Linked DNA regions of Sus scrofa: region 1 is linked to region 2. Evidence: chromatin contacts called from public Hi-C data. All regions are on one chromosome and are shown on one strand. The core of a region is the stretch at or near the end of the contact, and the rest is flanking DNA. Distances in the headings are between cores, read along the strand shown. Region 1 has its middle 26 kb from the start of HMCN2. Region 2 overlaps GPR107 (protein GPR107).

What was found. A called contact is a pair of places that touch in the nucleus more often than the background predicts.
Region 1: a contact with region 2 is called in a Hi-C map of embryonic fibroblasts, with 5 times the contacts expected there. The contact joins two enhancer-like sites. A contact is called at or near these places in 2 of 5 promoter capture datasets (fetal skeletal muscle and liver), 30 of 47 Hi-C or Micro-C datasets (adipose tissue, alveolar macrophages, blood and 16 more) and 2 of 2 datasets of contacts at active chromatin or transcription factors (alveolar macrophages and skeletal muscle).

The regions. Positions count from the first base shown.
Region 1 is chr1:270,336,080-270,339,700 of Sscrofa11.1, reverse strand. No RefSeq gene overlaps it. Among named protein-coding and RNA genes, the nearest start is that of HMCN2, 26 kb to the left of the region's middle. Within about 2 kb of position 1,435, at least 47 of the 83 cell types and tissues checked have an H3K27ac peak or open chromatin away from gene starts, as enhancers often do. A contact at or near this core is called in adipose tissue, embryonic fibroblasts, omental adipose tissue and 2 more, where this site is marked.
Region 2 is chr1:270,234,020-270,237,509 of Sscrofa11.1, reverse strand. The region is part of intron 14 of GPR107 (protein GPR107); the gene reads right to left. Among named protein-coding and RNA genes, the nearest start is that of NCS1, 39 kb to the left of the region's middle. Within about 2 kb of position 1,744, at least 21 of the 83 cell types and tissues checked have an H3K27ac peak or open chromatin away from gene starts, as enhancers often do. A contact at or near this core is called in adipose tissue, embryonic fibroblasts, omental adipose tissue and 2 more, where this site is marked.

The sequences.
Region 1 (3,621 bases), core at 186-2,685, 100 kb before region 2:
CGTCAATAAAACTTAAAAACGAAAAATTAAAAAACAAAACAAAACAGAAAAGGATTTCTCCTGTGTCACAGTGGGTTTAGGATCCAGTGTTCTCAGTGCAGCAGCTTGGGCCCCTGATGTGCGTGGGTTCAATCCCCGGCCCAGGAACTTCCACGTTCTGTGGGCTCTGCCAAAAAAAAGAAGAAAGAAAGAAAGAAAAAAGAAAAGAGGAGTTCCCGTTGTGGCTCAGCGGTAGTGGACCTGTCTAGTATCTGTGAGGATATGAGAGAGGATCCCTGGCCTCTCTCAGTGGGTTAAGGATCTGTCATTGCCGTGAACTGACGTGTAGGTTGCAGACATGGCTCAGATCTGGCGTTGCTGTGGCTGTGGCGTAGGCTAGCAGGTGCAGCTCTGATTCAGCCCCTAGCCTGGGAACTGCTATATGCCGCAGGTGCGGCCCTAAAAAGACAAAAAAAGAAAAAAGAAAAAAAGAAAAGAAAGAAAACAGCCAGCACTGAGTTAGTTGGTCTGAGGCCTTTGGATACATGACATATTGAGCCTTCAGCACCCTCAAAAATTAAAGTGGACCCCTCCACAATATGATAGAGACTTCTTCCCCCCGCCTCTGGGGCAGCCAACAGTCCAGTGACCAAAAGGGGCCCCCTTGGTCAGGTGGCAATTCTCCACTCTTCCTCCCTGGTCTCTAAACAAAGCTCTTTCACGCTTCATCACATTTGTTACCTCTAAGATCTGCTTATGTTGACAGTTTTCTCTCAGGTCTCTGGGGAAACAGCCCAATTTCTGAAATATGAGTTTGGAGAAACTGTGGGGAGTTCTGCCTGTGCCACCATGCCCCCATCTTGAAGCCCCTGGTGAGGTCCTTCTGGCGCCCAGTGTGCGGCCAGCCTGCAGGGTGCTGGGCTCTGCCTAGCCCTCACGTCCTCGTCCTTCGGCAAAAGAAAGCCCTCCCTCCAGGCATCCTTCCCACTGGGACCCTCAGCCCCCTGAGCCCATGGAGGAGTGGACATGGGGGAAAGATGAAAAAGGAAGAGGGGGAAGGAACGACCTGGGAGAGAAGAGGTCACAAGGGGAGCGCCTTGCACTGCATGGTTTTTTACTAAATCCCTCTGGCAGTGGTGCCAGTGTAGATGCAAACATGTGTAAGCGGCATCCACTCATTTAAAATGACCCAGTGGATCACTCAGTGTATTAAGCTGAGTTCAAATGTGGCCGAGACCCCAGAGGACTTAATCATCTTAGAGCTGTGTTTCCCTCCCTCCTAACAATCCCAGTGCAAATGGTCCAGGGCTGGTGCGGCCGCTTCACGGCGTCACAGAAACAGCCAGGAAAGTGGTTTCGGAATCGGAGGTCCAGCCAGCAGGAAGGGGGAAGAGAAAGGGAAGTTGGGTTCATTGCTCTCATCCCATTGGTGAGAAGCAAGTCACGTGGCCACCCCCAGCTACAAGGGATGCTGGGAAATGTAGTCCTTTCTTCCACAAGCAGCCCTGGGCACCACTGTAGCAGGGTTAAGGTATACGCGAACAAGCAGAAGGCACCATCCTACCTATGCAAGCTCACCTTTTCCTAAACTTGGGACCTTCCCAGCCTCTTCCCAGCCAGGGAACTAGGGGCTACAAAGTTTCTGACCCTGGAGGTGAGCCAGGCGCTGTCACAGAGGGACATGCCCCAGTGGCTGGGCCGGCTGCAGTGGACCCCCCCAGAAAGGTGGCAGGGAGGGGGTGGCCACATCAGGACAGGGGTCTGCATTGCATTCCTCACCCTCCCGCCCACTGCCCACTTGTCTTTTTCTTCTCTTCTCCATGCTTGGTGATGCCCTGAGCTGGGATCCAGGGAGTAAGATTTAGGGAGATGCTGTCTATCATGCAGACGTGCATTTGGGGTTTGCAGAGGGCAGGAGGGATAGGCTCACAGTGGGAAAAAGTGGGGAGGGGGTTCACCCATGCTGTCACAGAGAACAGCAGCCAGTCTGAGCCAGCCTGGTAAATTGGTTGGCCCAGATGCGAAGGAAGTGGCCAGGGCTATGCCTCCTCTGGGCTTCCACCCAGTGATCTGCCCAAGGTAGCCTGAGTCAGGGGGAGGTCAGTGCAGACTGCAACCTGATCCAGAGCAAGGGACGACGACCCATCACGTGCCCACAACATCGGGGTCTCCAAACCTCGTCCCCATAGACACCTCTCAAGCCTGCCTGGAAAAGACCAGAGCCACCACCAGGGACAGCTAGCACCCACTGAGGGCTCCCCATCCTCAGGACACACTGCCCCAGACACCTTCACCTTTGAGCTGGATCCTGGGCTTCCCAGCGCTTTGGCTTTGAATGCTTCAGAGGCATCGTGGCATCTGAGCACGTGTGCATGTAAATTACCTCCAGTCTCCACCTCAATGACAGTCCCTTAGTATTTGAAACACCCTAGTCAGGCATCTGCTCTCCATTAACCTTTTCAATATGCATTGTAATTAAAATCTACACCACAGAGTTTATTCATTAGCCAAAGGATGTTAGGAATCATTTTTCATAAGAGAAGTGTGTGATGGAGAGAAATCGTTGCCAGAAAGATTCCAGGGAACGGAACATCTTTGTACCACCAAGGAAGACAGCCCACAGCCTGAGGTTTTCAGAGCTGTGCTCTGGGGCCCCTGGGGTCCCTGGGGTGCTGGGTCCCCCCACTCTCTGAACAGGCAAGTCTTTTGTACCTTTGCACCTTCTTGCTAGTAAATATTTGAACATTTAGCAGAATTTGACCTAAGATTTGCTTTTGTTGTAATGTTGTCTGGGGGGGGCTGTGGCATCATTGCCTGTCTCTAACTGGGGTCCACATTTTTACCAGAAAACCCCATCAGTTCGAATACACGCCCAATGTCAAGCGGTGGAGGCTGGCTGAGAACCAGGTCTGATTCTGGAAGCTGTGCCCCCAGCCACTCTCCCATGCTGCTTTCCCACGCTGTCTTTGATTCCCTCCCGTGTGTCTTCCAGCACCTTCTCTCCAGGCCCTGCCAGAGCAAGGTAGGACGCTGGGTGCCCAGTGTGGGCACGGAGGGCACCATCGTTGCCCTCCCTTCTCTGTGGCTTCAGCATCAAAGTGAGAGTTATGTTGGGCCCTCTGGCTTTGTCTCCCAGGTGGCATTGGTCTGATGAGTCCTTTCTCAAAACCAACTGTGAAACGCAACCTGTTTTTGCAGGTGGTGGCTCATTCCAACATTGGCTGCTTGATCTCATCAACCCACACATGCAAGTGCCTTTCAAGAGCCTTTGCCCAAGAGCGGTGCCCTGACTCTAACCAGCACCCATGCTCTTGATGGAGCATTGCCTTTTATGGTTCTCCTAACTCATGTTTCTTCAGTAAACTCTAGGAGGCAAAGACCATTGCCTCCTCGGATCCCCCACCCACCCCTAATACCAGGCACATGAGGGGCCCACACCACGTGTATTGATCAATCGCTTGGTTGCTGAACTATGAGAAAGAGGAGGCCCCTCCAAGATGCCAGGGTCCAGGCTGAGGGCAGAGGGTAGCCACACTGACAAAGCATGGGGTGTCTTTCTGAGACAACCCCCCCACCCCACCATGGGAGCTACTCACCTCCCCACCACCCCTCCCAACACACCCTTCCCCTTGGTTGAGTAAC
Region 2 (3,490 bases), core at 495-2,994:
ATAAAAACACGTTAAAAGTCTCTTCTGAATTTTGCTTGCTGAAATATCCCCTGGCAAACCAATTCTGCCTTCGCTTCAACAGAGCCATGAGACCAACAGAGAGACGTGGCCGGGCAAGGGGTGGGGGAGGACAGGGTCCCCAAGGAGGCGGCATCCACACAGAGGCCCAGCAGAGCATGGGAAGGGCAGGGACCAAGGTTCGGAGAGGCCGGCGTCACACCTGGGCCTCGGCCAGACCGAGGGTGGGGCGAGAAACCCGGTCAGACGGAGACGACCACCAGCAGCCTCCTCCTCAGGCCGAGGCCGGGCAGGACCTTGATCAAATCTACACTTCAGCACGTCTTCTGGAGAAGGGGTGGGAGAACCAAGAATAAGGGCCCAACTGAGGTCATGACCCTTGAATTTGTGGAGGTTCCTCTGAGAAGCGGCGAGGCATCTGTCCATACAGAGCGGGCAGGGAGCAGGCGGGCCCCGCCCTGGTGGCTGGCAGGGGAGATGGCGTTGAGGACATCGGAGAGAACTCTTCAGGTGAAGCCTGAGGGGTCCCCTCCCAGCCACAGGGAAGGGAATCAGGGGGCAGAGGGAGAGCTGGCTGAGAGAGAGTGGAGGGGTTAAGGTCCTGCCCCTCACAGCCCCTGGAATCTGGGTCAGACACTCGGAGTGAGGCAGGCCAGGAAGCGCTCTAAAAACGAGCCTGTCCGCCACATCCAGGCGCCGTGAGGACACGCCAGCAAAGCAGTGATGCCATGCCATCCCAGGGCACGAGCCAGGATGGGGAAACGCATCTTGGGAACAACCAGTACTGACTCTGCTCTGAAGCCCCTAGTCAGGACAGACAGCAATTCCAGGCAAAAGTAAGACATTTATTGCAAAAGCTCAGCTCCTGGGATCAGGCTCCTGGGTCCCACATGGTGTTCAAGTTACAGCCAAGGCAGCAAAGGCAGGAAGCAAGCTCGCTTACTGTTATAAGAAACAGGAGTGGGTAACAGCACAGGCCCTGCACATCTGAACAGCTTGGGTTAAAATTCCAACTGCGCTGCTTACTGGCTGTGTGACCTCAGATAACTCACTTAACCTCTCTGAGCCTCAGCTCCTTCATCCGTAAACAAGAATAACACCACCTACCACTAGGGTTGTTGGGGGGATTGATGAAACTACCTGGAACACCAACAGCACACAGCAAGCACTGGATCAATGTCTGATGTGACAGTACTAGGATTCCATTAGGATTCCAGCCGATCCCTGAACAACATGGGTTTGAACTGCTCTGGGCCACTCAAACGTGCACTTTTTTCTCAGGAGTCAACATTACGATACTGTGGGGGCCGCGGTTTGCTGAACGCACAGCTGTGGAACCACAGATACAGAGGAACCGTGATGATGGAGGGTCGACTCTAAGTTACACTTGGATGTTTGACTGTGCAGAGGGCCAGGCCCCTAACCCTGCCCTGCTCAAGGGCCGCCTGTCTGCCTTCTCAGTCCAATGCCAGAAGAGGTGCTGGGGCTGCCACGTCTGGCAGGAACCCAGGCTCTAGTAAGTAAAACAGGACGCAGTGGTGGCCCCGGGATCTCCTGGAAGCAGGGCGGCCACACGCGCACACGCTGGGTGGCCTGACAGCAGAGGAGGACCCACCCCCAGGCTGCGACCTCGCCAGCACGAGGCAACGGGCAGTGAGCAGCAGGGCGAAGCCCGGGATCTCAAGCCTCCCTTTTGCTTTTCTTCCAAAGAAGCCTTCCCCAGAGTTACGCACGCTGACAGCCTGTGCTCGCTGGACCTCGGCTGCGCTGGGCTCCCACGGGAGTGAAGGCTCACCCAGGCTGGGCTGGCTGTTTCTCACCCCGCCACGGGGAACAGCAAATATGGTAAAAGAATGAGCATGGGGAGAGCAGACGTACTTCGGACGGGAGCCAGGAGACCTGAACTCCGGTCCCTGCACCACTGCCAACTCCGGGTGCCTGCGCCTGGCCTGCCTGCCGCTGCCTCTCTGGGGGGCCCTGGTCTCCTTCAGAGGAGAATTTCTTCACGGCAAATGCTTCCTAACCTGGCTGAGCACCGGAATCACCCCGAGAGCGCTCCTGAAGGACGGACGCCCCGGCGGCCTGACCCTGGAACCGAGCCCGGCTGTGAGGCTCGGAGCAGCCTCCCCGGGACGGGAGGGCAGGGGTTGGGGGCAGGCCCAGCTGCTTCGGGCGCGGCTACAGGCTGCCTCGGTGTGGCGTCCCCTTCCTCCCCTCACTCTCAGGCCCGTGGCCAGGACTCCGGGCTTTGGCAAGTGCTTCTTCCCACGAGACCTGAGCAAGTGCCCCCCAGGCAGGAAGCGCCGGCCCAGGGCCCTGCTTCTGACCAGTCAGCTCCGCCGCAGGAGCCGAGGAGCACAGGCGCCCGCCGGGAGGCAGCGTCACGCCTTCCGCACATCTTCCCCTTCCCGCTTGCATCAAAGAGTAACCAAGCGGGCCGTCAAAGAGCCCCTTCCCCGGGCCCCGGTCTTCCCTGGATGGTCCTGGAACTGTGACAACGATAAAAACCGCAGAGCTGGGCGTCCCATCTCCTGAGCAGTAACGGTGCGCCAGGCCCCCCTCACGCACCGTCTCATGAACGCCTCCCAGGAGCCTCTGAGGGCAGGGGCGCTGTGACCACCGCCTGAAGGACGGAGGACTTGGGCCCAAAGAAGTTTAGGAGGTGACCAAGGGCACCCAGCTTGCAGGGGGGGAAGCCAGTGCTCCACCCCAAGTCCCTCCTCCAAGCGCCAAGCTTCTAAGGCCCACCCTTGGTGGCAACCTGGAGCCCTGCAACCCACTGACAGCTCAGGGATGGGCTCGCAGCCCAGAATGCCAGGCAATGCCCAGGAGCCGCCGGCCAGCCTGAGGACTTAATGCCAGGTGATCTATGGGAGGCACGAAAGCAAAGCCCCACGACAACCACTTAAAGGGTAAAACGTCCCCAAACAATCCTTCCCCAGGCACAAGGAAAGACTCGAGGCTTAAAAACATCCGCACCGCCCATCATCTTTCTCTCCTGCATCCTCCCCGCCACGCTTCAGAGGGAATTCTGAGTCCAACACCAAAGTGAAAGAACCCAGTGTGATGGCGAAGCCTGGGTGGCATGAGAATCGCTCTGACTCACCCTCCAGTCACCCCTTCCCACCTCCTGCCTCAGCTCTGGGCCCCAAGCTCACACTGCACGGGACCCACGCGGGCGGCCTGGCTTCCGGGCCTCTGCTTGGCCCCGAGTGGGGGAAGCTGCCCGTGTCCTGCACAGAACCCAACAGCTAAGGGCCATGCACCTCACTGCGGGCAACACTTTACCTGAGATGACTAATAAAAAGTAGCAAAGAAAGAAAGAAAAATGGCCCAAGGGAGTGGCTGCTGACCATCCCACGTGAGGAAAATAACTGCAAGGGATTTTCACTGTCAGGTCAAGCCAGGGTCTCTGACTCCGGACTCCCTTTTGCTCCAGAACTACACCCAAGGCCCTGCTAGATGAGGGGCC